Regions from separate parts of the Mus musculus genome. Here region 2 is linked to region 1. Evidence: chromatin contacts called from public Hi-C data. All regions are on one chromosome and are shown on one strand. Each heading gives the region's core, a stretch centred on a gene start, on an enhancer-like site or on the middle of the called end of the contact. The rest is flanking DNA. Distances are from core to core; before and after follow the strand shown.

Region 1 (5,022 bases), core at 157-2,656:
GAAAGATTGTGTAATGGTGTTTGCAGTAGTTTTCAGTCTGTTTACATTCTTAAAAGAAATCCTTGTAAATCTGATTAAAATAAAAAAAACAAACAAATGAATTACACAAGTCAATGAGATAAAATGTGCCAGCCCATACTGATGAAACCTTAGTTGTCAGACATTTTTAACCTTTTTTTAAAAACATATTTTAAAAACGTTTATTTGTATATGTATGTGTGTATGTGAGTGTATGTGCATGTGAGTGTGTGCATGTGTACAACACCATACGTGGAAGTCTGAGGACAACTTGAAGGACTCACTTCTCACCTTTCAATGTGTAAATTGTGGGAATCAAATTTAGGTCACCAGGCTTGGTGACAAGTACCTTTACCCACTGAGCCATCTCTCAGGCCCTCATTTGTACTCTTAAGTTTTAAGTTTAGGACTGTCACTCTTAACTAGGTTAAATTTTGACTGGCAGATTGGCTGATCTACTTACTCTTTGAAGCAAGGAATCCATAGAGAAGAATAAAGAAGGGTTTTGGAGAAGAAAACATACAGTTACTCTACCATCTAGGCTATTGAGCTTTAGTTTGAAGTCACAACAGACAGTGGGAGGCCAGCTCAGATGTCAGCCAGGCCAGTAGTAGGCAGACTAAATGTGTACCAAGGCATCATACAAATGTAGAGACAAGCACCTTCACCCACTGAGACATCTCCCCAGTCCCAAGGACTTTCTTTAAGTATAAAAAAAACCCCGGTATTTCCTCTTTCTTTAAATCCATAAGGTTGATATTTTCCCCCATGAAGAAACTGACGTGTAAATCGCAGAGATGGCCAGTGGCGAGGCCTATACTGCTGTCCAGATGGAATGGCTGCCATCTGGGATTCTCCTCTTACTCCATAGCTTGCTTTTCATAAATGTGGTTTTCCTTGTAAGCGACCAGTACTCGAGGGGGAAATCTGGTGGTGGAGTAGTGCAAACGGCCAGAAGCTACACAAAATCATCAGTGGGCCTGGCAAGGGCAAGACTCTCTCTCTCTCTCTCTCTCTCTCTCTCTCTCTCTCTCTCTCTCTCTCTCTCTCCTCTCTCTTTCTTTTTTTTTAATGACCCCAGTAAATTCTGAGACTGAAAGCAGGTTTAATTTTTCCCAATCCACTTTTATACAATTTTAATTACATGCAAGTATTAAGAGCAAGCACTACAATAAGGAACTAGCAAGGAAGTAAGCAAAGTCCCGTGATTACTCCCGTGACAGTTGTTTCCAAGGGCTTGTCAGAATGACCAAAATACCTGAGCCCACTTCCTCACCCAAGCCCAGAGAGCTGGCTTTCAGTATTAATAAGTGAGCAAGGATCAGACCTAGGAGTGTCTCAGAGGGTGTGTTAAAAGTAAGCTTTGGGTTTACGAGGCTGTGTTAAAGGTGAGCTTTGGATTTACGAGGCTCTGCCCCTCGAGCCTCTGCCCTCCGTGTGGCTGCAGGTGCTGTATCTATTCCCAGGCTCCTGAGTCCTGAGTCAGGAGGCTTTGAATCCTTGAGTCTTGCTTTTTCAAGGCAGCTCTTAGCTCAGTGATTGCAGTCCTCTGGTGGGTTCAGGAAGTGGTGTTTTGTTTGCTTTTTGTTATTGTAAGGATGGAGATGACCACATTCAATGTCTTTAATGTATTAGAGAAAAATTCAGAAGTCTTAAGTTGCGCTTTAATGATAATTATACAAAAGTGGGCATCATAGTAAGACCAAGATATTAAGTTGTATTGGTGGCTAGATTTTAAAAATTTTTTTATTATGTTGGTCATGTTATAGAAATTGAACCTGCATTTACATGTAAAAAGTTAATTATAGTATGAGGCATATCTGCTCATTCTTACAATTTTACTTTGTTTTACATTGCTCTGTAGCAGTTCACTGCTCAGCAAAGGAGAGCTCTCACCAGCTCTGCTATTAATCTTTACAGCTATTAACACAGCAGAAGTTTAAAGAAAATACTTACCATGGCCTGTTTTTCTCTACCAAGATATGCCTTATGGTGAAACCGTTGTGTACTCGGAGCCAGAGCTGGCGCTTTTTACTCATGCTCTAGGGAGGGTCTTCATCAGACCTCAGAGTTCTTGTGCGCAGTCAAGCAGCTGTGGCTTGACAGCGGCAGCACGGCTGAAGGTGGCTGTGGTCCTGATCCCCAGCAGCACATTGCTAATAGAAGGCAGTCTAAGTACCAAACATTGGTTTGCATTATGATTTGAGAGGCCTTTGGGCCCACACAGGAGATTTTAACCCCTCGTTCTGTTTACTTACTTAGGTCGATTCCAACTGTAATTGACCAGAAATCCTTTATTTTCCCCATGGATTCTGATTTTTGGCGACCTCAAAAGCATCGCGGTTCATTGCTACACGGCCTTAGAAGAGCAAAGGTAGGTCCCCAATGAGCCAGGCAGTGGAGTAACTGTAGGAGCCTCGTGGGCCCAGGAGGATGGCAGGGCAGAATGAGAGGTTTCTTTGAGGATAATGAAAATAACTCAGTGTTAGATAGTGTACAACTCTGTAAATGCACTAAATACTACTGTGAATGCACATTCAAAAAGGGAGCCTACTGATATATAAGTTATATCCCAAGGAAACTGCTATTTTTTTAAAGGTGACATTTAATTTCTAGTATTTTCGATGGGGAGATGGGGAGAAAAGGGTTTATTCAGATCACACTTCCATGTTGCTGTTTCTCACCAAAGGAAGTCAGGACAGGAACTCAAACAGGGAAGGAACGTAGGGTAGGAGCTGATGTAGAGGCCATGGAGGAGGCTGCTCACTGGTTTGCTCCACAAGGTTCGTTCAACCTGCTTTCTTATAGAACCCAGGACCACCAGCCCAGAGATGGCACCACTCACTGTGGATTGAACCCTCCCCTACTGATCACTAATTAAGAAAATGCCATACAGACCTACCTACAACATGTTTAAAACAAAATATGACAAAATAAGCTATAATAAGAAAAAGCAAAAACCATCATTTTGAAGGCAACCTAACACAAGGAAAAGAGTCCCAAGATCAGGCACAAGAATCAGAGACCCATACATTCTCACACTCAGGAATCCCATAAAAATACTAAGATAAAAGCTGCAACACACACACACACACACACACACACACACACAGTTCCTGGTATAGATCCAGCTAGGCCCCGTGCTTGCTGCTTCAGTGTCTGTGAGAAACTGTTAATTTTTTTTATAAGAGTAAATATTTACATTGTATTTTAAACTAGATAATATGCATGTTGTGGTCTGTTTTATAACTTGATGTTACTGTTTTGGAGGTATCTATAGCATAGAAGTAAAGTCAGTCAAAGCACCTTTCTTTTTCCAGAGTTCAGAAGGAACACTCCCTGCTGCTCTGCTGAGCATTTATCAGCTGTAGGAGTTTCCTGGGGCCGTCCCAAGGGTCTTACATACAGAACCCCAGCATCTAGAGATCAAGATTCTTTGACTTCTTCATTTCTTCTAGCTGTCTGCTGAGTAGCAATGGGGAAAGAAGCCCTCTTGTTTTGTTCACTGTCTTAGTGGAAATGCTTGGAGTTTCTTTCCATTTGACATGTTGCTTGTAGGCATGCTGTAATGACATGTATTTTGTTGTGGTATGTTGCCTGCTTCTCTATTTACCACATGGGGATGGTGGATTTTCTCCAAGGCCTTTTCTGCATCTAATGAGATGGTTGTTTCTGGCCTTTCACCTGTTTATGTGGCAGACTGTGTTTATTGATTTGTGTGTGTTGAACCATCCTCCTGTATCTCTTGGATGAATCCAACTGGACCATGGTGAATAATCATGTTGATATGATTATCTTTGATGTGCTATTGAATTAAATTTATAAATATTTCATTGAAAATTTTTGCATTTGTGTTCATCAAAGATTCTGGCCTAGAATTTTCTTCCCTTTCCTTTTCTTCTTCTTTGTTTGGCTTTGGTATCGGGTAATACTCGCTTGGGAGAAGAACTCTGGTGATGTTCCTTACTTTTCTGTTTTGCAAAATAGTATGAATAGTATTGGTGTTGAGTCTATGAAGGTCTGGGGGAATCCTGCACTGAATTTATCTGGCTCTGGAATTCTTTTAATTGGGAGATTTTAAACTGTTGCTTATATTTCATTAGGTGTTATGGATCTATTTAAATATATAATTTCTTGACTTATGTTTCTTTGCATTTTTCAGTTTGGTGGAGTATAAATTTTTAAAGAGCTCATGAGGTCTCTGACTTTGCCTCCAAGGGAGTATTTGTTGCTGTTATTATTTTTGTTTTTTAGTTTGATTCTGGTTCCTTCTTTGTGTTAGTCAGTTCAGCCTTATCCAAAGGAATATCACAAACTGACCCAAAAGAAGTCTGTCTCTTACAGTTATGGATGCTACAAAACTCAATCAAGATGCTGGCAGATTGGGTATGTTGTGAGGGCCCATTTCCTAGTTTGGCAATAACTCCATTCCTGAGGATTCCACCCTTGTAATCTACTCACCTGCCTTGTCTTGCCTCCTAAGAGCATCACAGCAGGCTAACTAGATCTACATACGCGGAGAGGGGTAGGAACATGCAGTGCATATTGACTAGCCCAAAGCAATCATAAGTCATCTTCCTTGGGTACCAGATTTTCATGATTTTGGAAATAACATGTTTAATGTTCAGGACAATCCTAAAAGGAGGTGTTGTCATTATCTTTGGTTTATTTGGAAAGAGACTAAGGTACACAGTGGGAGAACACAGCTTGTGCATATCCAAGTTGGTATTGTGAACCTAGAACTGCAGGGCCACAATTCTGTGTTCTTATCCATTGTGATATTCTTTGCATGACAGCTGTTTGGGTTCAAATGTCCATATCGTAAAAGGTACCATTTTACACAAAGATACACTGCCTCCATGGGGGAAGGAACCCTTTTTATAAGACACAGCCGCCATGGGGAAGGAACCCTTTTTATAGGACACAGCTGCCATGGGGAAGGAACCCTTTTTAAAAGTGCCTACACAGCTTTGCAGTTTTCCTTGCTCACACTTGCCACAGATG
Region 2 (5,255 bases), core at 346-2,845, 260 kb before region 1:
TCAAGGCTTTTACAGTGCCAGTTTCCATAGCATCCCATGTCCCACCTTAGTCCTATGAACATTTGACGTATGCTGTCTCCTGCATCCATTCGTGCTTCCCCCCCTCTGCAGATGACAGATAAGGGGCGTGGTCTTGATCCTCTGTCTTGCTGGGGGAAGGGGTGCTGATGGGCCTCTCCACTCTGCTGGCCACATTTGGAGCTGTTCCCCAAATCCTCTGCCCTGGGCCCCTGCCCCTGGCCTATCAAGACCCTCTCTACACCAGGAAACAGGTGCATCCCCCCCCCCGAATTCCTGACTCTCCTACTTCCCACAGCTCTGTAGGGAAACAACCATCCCCTTCCAGGGACCAGAGTACCCTTCTCGACCCTCAAGCTCCCATCTCTCCAGTTCTCCTCTTCACTGGGGGGAAAAATCCACCCAACAGACCAAACCTGGGGGTCAACAGACTCTGAAATGCACAAGGACTGCTGAGCTCAGGCACCGCTAAACCCCAGCCTGGAACTCAGAAAGGACTCCCCTCCCCAAGACAATGCTTTCTCTTTCCTTATCACAAACCTGATACCCAGGCTAAGGATGTGGCTCAGCTGAGACAGTGGTACAGTGTTTGCCTAGGGTGCGTGAAGCCCATGGTTCAATTCCACCACCACATAAACCAGTGTGGTGATGCTTACCAGCAAGTCTAGAACTAAGGAGGTGGAGGCAGGAGGATCAAGAAGTTCAGGGTCATCCTCGCTACACAGTGAATTTTGAGGCTAGCCTGGGATACATGAGACCCTGTGTCAAAACAACAAGCAAAATCCCTAACATTAACTATCTTCTTGATAGTTCATCTGTACCCTCCTCAGGGTCCTGAGGCCCACCTCTGCCTCAGCCCAGGGCATCCCTGATGGCCAGCCATTATGCCTCCTGCTGCTTGGTATGACTTCATTCCCACCCCACCTCCCACTTCCAACGTCTCTTTCTGATTTGTTCTCTGATTTGCTAGAGGTGATGTTTAAATGAGCTACCCTCATTACTCTGACAAGGGATCAGAATTTTTGAGAGCCTTCTTCCCCACGTCCTGTAAGAAGTGAGTGACATACCATTCCTGGGAAGATCTGGACATCCAGTAAACAAATGATTCACCTCCCAAATTAGGATATGTGTGAGCAAGGAGGGCTCATTCTAGTCAGGCATGGCAGTAGGTGTGACCCAGGCTTCCCTGGACTTGTGGCTGCCTGGAGACTATGGACTGGGGTCTGTTCTCTCTTTCCCTTGTTACGTCCTGTGGAAGGATGGACATTTTTCATGGTCTTCAGTGTAGTACACATGGAGGTTTAGAGTTGGAAGGTGATATGCTCACTGCCAGGAGAAGTCTCGCCCTTCCAGCCAGCATATTGCTAGTTTGTAGACTAGCACAGACAATGGGCCTGTTCTTTGAATAGTTCTCAGCACTTCTGGGACTTCAAAGACAAAAGACACCAGTATTTTTATGGTCCAGGTAAGAAGAAACCCAGGGTAGATGCAAAGGCTGATTGAGGTGTCTTCTTCATGCACCATCCATAAGAAATCCATTTAGTCAAGTGCGGCACTGTGCCATGATCACCACAAGAGGGCGCTCACACACAGACAAAGACACACTCCATCTGTATTTTCCGCAAACTAGTGCCACCATCTCACCTGTAGGTTGACTGTTTAATTTTCATTCTGAAGTAATGATGCACCCGTAGGGAAGTTGTGAATGTTTTACTCGTGATATTTAAGCCTTCCACAGATGCTGCTGGAATGCTGACCCAAGCCTACTGTGTGTGAGTCTTCAGGTATGTTCCTGTTTTCAGGGACATCTAAGTCACGAGCATCAGTGCCACCTGGTTGAGGCCCACCCTCAGTGGCCAGGGTCACTCGATGACATCTTCTAGCAGGTGGTGTCACCTCTCTGTCTATTCCATCGGGTTTTCTGCAGCACCGCTGTTGGAGGTGACCTCTAGCTAGGGACATTAGAGGCGTCTCCATACAGCCCCCTTGCTGGAAGAGGCTCCAGGCAACTGTAGGCTCTGGAGCTGGTCTCCTTGTGAGCGGTTGGCACCATCGATGCCCAGTGACATTCAGTCTGGTACCTTTCCTGTTCTAGAACCTTCACTGACAGGGAGGAGTCAGGCATCCACCATTGTCACTGTGGACACTTAGACTGATTGGTCCTCAGGTGACCAGTGGCCTGTCTCTGCTGCTACCCCTCCCCCAGGCGTCCCAGCCTCACCTCTCAGAGCCTCACCCTCCTCCACAGACCAGAGCAGCCACTTCCTCCCTGTCCTTGCACTGATCCTCAGCAGGGTCCGTTTCCCTCCTGAGGTCTGTACTGCCCTGGCAGGTGGCTATGCCTCACACTGGGCAGGTTCTGTCCCTAGGGTCCCCCAAGAGGTCATCTGTATCCTGCACTTCCACCTCTGTATTTTGAACTGAGGGGGAAAGTTTGCTGGAAACTGGATTGACTCTTGGCTTTTCCCAAGGCGGGGTTAACATTCCATCATACCTTCATACCCCATCACTTCACACTGTCATTCCCACTTGTCCTGTCCGTCAATGCAGGGTGTGTGTGTGTGTGTGTGTGTGTGTGTGTGTGTGTGTGTGTGTGTGTTCACTGCTTCTTTGGAGAACCCTAGGGGCTCCAACACAAACAGCAATGGCATATCATCCCATCCATCTTACCCCTGGGACATACCGCCTTTTGACTGGCACCGGTGCCCCTTTCAATCCCCAGTGGGCTATGAGACTCTGGCTGGGCATCTAAGAGAAATCTAGTACAGCTTTGATAGACAGCGTGATGGATAGTTTTAATTGTCAACTTGACAGAAAGTGGGATCACCTGGTAAGAGAGTCTTGACTGCGGGACCGTCTAGATCAATTGGCCTGTGTGCACGTGTTGAGGGTATTGCCTTGCTTTTGCTAATTGAGATGGGATGATCCAGCCCACTGTGGGCAGCACCATTCCCTAGGTTTGGATCCTGGATCGTATGAGTGGAGAAAGCAACTGAGAGTCTGGTGCACACATTCGTTCTCTCTCAGCTCTCTAGTGGATGCGACGTGACATGCTGCTTCAAGTTCCCCAGCCTCGATGGAAGAAACCCGGATTCATGAGCAAGTCAATCTTTAATCCCACGGGATGTTTTCGTTGGGGCATTTTCATCACAATGAGAAAGAAAACCAGGATAGACAGATTAGCTTTTCTGCAAAGGATCCAGCCAAGGAGGACCTGTGACACCTGCCATCAACCATTCATTTAAAAAAAAAAATCCCACAGGTGGGCTGGAGAGATGGCTCAGTGGTTAAGAGCACTGACTGCTCTTCCAGAGGCCCTGAGTTCAATTCCCCCACATGGTGGCTCACAACCATCTGTAGTGGGATCTGATGCCCTCTTCTGGTGTGTCTGAAGACAGTGACAGTGTACTCATATACATAAAATAAACAAAATCTTTTTAAAAGCAAATCACAGATGAATGTGACTCAAGGCAGGACTTTCCATTCACAGTGTTTGCTGACCACAACCCTTCTGCGGAGATCTTTCACCTGTACCTTAGGCTGCCCCTGGATCCTGGACAACTCTTACACCAGATCCCAGCCTGTCTGCTCATTGTCCTGAAGCCCTTGGGAGGTGGCTTTTTACTGCCTTGCTCACAAATGTGTAAGGGACATTAATGCTAGTCCAGGTAAGGTGTTAGGGGATTAGATGGCTTCAGGTGACTTACTCTGGTCTTATTATGGGAAAAATGCATATAATTTGTTTATCTCAGTCATGTTATCATGAATATGGGATTGTAGCATCTTCTCCCTTGTGGGCACAGCAGAGTTTTACATGATGACTGTTTGGTCAGTCTCCATCTCAAGATGAGAACAAACACAAGTTGTAGCCATCCTGAAAAGCTCACAGGCAAGAGACAAACCTGGGATCAGCTTCACAAGTGGAAGGGATATTTGTTACAACAGTATAACCAAGTTTCCCTGACTGATACAGTTCCTGAAGTTGGAAGGATTCTTCCAGGCCCTTAGCAGGTAAAGCCTCAAAGGTGGCTTTAAAGGGGAGACCTGAGGGACAAGATGCTCTGAGGAAGATTGCTGACATGTAGATACCAGAGGAAAGTCACTAAAAGGGTTGGCTAGGCACCCTGGAACAAATCAATGCACATTTCTCCAGCCCCTGGCTCAGCGATGGGCTCCGTGGATGCCTGTTCAATAAGGGACCTGGGGCCGTTCTGAGTCAATCAGCTCACTAAAGTGGGTAACAGGAATCAGAGCTGTTCTTTGGGGGTGCTCAGATACTTGGGCACTCCAGGAAGAGCTGCGGGTAACAGTGTACAGGTCCCCACACCTTATATAGAGGTTTGGGAGCTTAGGGCTAGGTTACAACACTTGTCTCATGGAGACTCAGAGGGCTGGGCTGGAAGCCGCCATGCAGGCGTAGAAGGAGGGGGATCCGGGAATAGCGTTCCAGGTACAACCTGGGGGGATTCGGTGACCCAAGGAAAACCTGCCTCAACTTTGCTGACTTAACCCACCTCACCTGCTCTTGTTTAGTGGCCTTTCAGCTTCAGAATGCAGGCCCCGCCTCTCAGGAGTGGACCGCAAGGGTAACAGCCAAATTAGGTTTCATTACGCATGTGCAGACCTCCATTGCCTTTCAACCTTACACGTCCCGGAACCGCAGCCCATAGACATCTCCAGCCCTGGCCTCAAGCACAGGTTTGAGACCCACTCTCCCATCCCACGCTCAAAGATCTTCCAAATGAATCTCTCGTTGACAAAACACATTATCAGCGACTGGCAAGCAAGATGGGCCTGCCTGGGAGTGTGCGGGAGAGTGGAGCCCGTCTGCAGCTGCTCGGTGAAGTCACTTTGAGGCTGGGTAGAGAGTGGCCACTGTAGCTTGAGGCAACCCGACTCCACGAGGGTGGAAGGTGAGGCCTCAAGAGAAGAGCAGTTTTCTGGGTTGCACACCAACCGACAAGGCGCTCGTTCCTCTTGACATGTGTACCCAGCCTGTGCCACTGCTGGGGGCCCCAGCCTGCCTACCCTGAGGGGGACAGAAGCTCACACAGACAAGGTAAGTGATGAGGTGCAGTCTGAGTGAGCCTGACTCAGTGGCGACCCTAGGCAGAGACCCTGAGAGAAGGGGGAAAGGCAGGGAGAGGACGAGGGACGTGAGGAGGCTGCTTTAGGGTTGGAGTTTGGGTTTGGGGACTGGAGTTTGACATGGCCTCACTGGCCAGACAGAGAGCTTG

Evidence for each region. Hi-C and Micro-C count contacts between places; a contact is called where the count stands out from the background.
Region 2: a contact with region 1 is called in a Hi-C map of bone marrow-derived macrophages, with 40 read pairs. The contact joins two enhancer-like sites. A contact is called at or near these places in 5 of 15 datasets of contacts at CTCF or cohesin (the NIH/3T3 cell line, embryonic stem cells, large pre-B cells and 2 more), 46 of 484 Hi-C or Micro-C datasets (B cells, CD4 T cells, CD8 T cells and 26 more), 5 of 115 datasets of contacts at active chromatin or transcription factors (astrocytes, bone marrow-derived dendritic cells, embryonic stem cells and 2 more) and 1 of 9 other capture datasets (embryonic stem cells).

The regions. Positions count from the first base shown.
Region 1 is chr9:63,585,700-63,590,721 of GRCm38.p6, reverse strand. It overlaps Iqch (IQ motif containing H), which reads left to right. Exons shown (of 22, transcript NM_001311098.1): 4 at 2,281-2,392. Among named protein-coding and RNA genes, the nearest start is that of Iqch, 14 kb to the left of the region's middle. Within about 2 kb of position 1,406, at least 13 of the 459 cell types and tissues checked have an H3K27ac peak or open chromatin away from gene starts, as enhancers often do. A contact at or near this core is called in bone marrow-derived macrophages, where this site is marked.
Region 2 is chr9:63,840,666-63,845,920 of GRCm38.p6, reverse strand. No RefSeq gene overlaps it. Among named protein-coding and RNA genes, the nearest start is that of Gm39359, 48 kb to the right of the region's middle. Within about 2 kb of position 1,595, at least 6 of the 459 cell types and tissues checked have an H3K27ac peak or open chromatin away from gene starts, as enhancers often do. A contact at or near this core is called in bone marrow-derived macrophages, where this site is marked.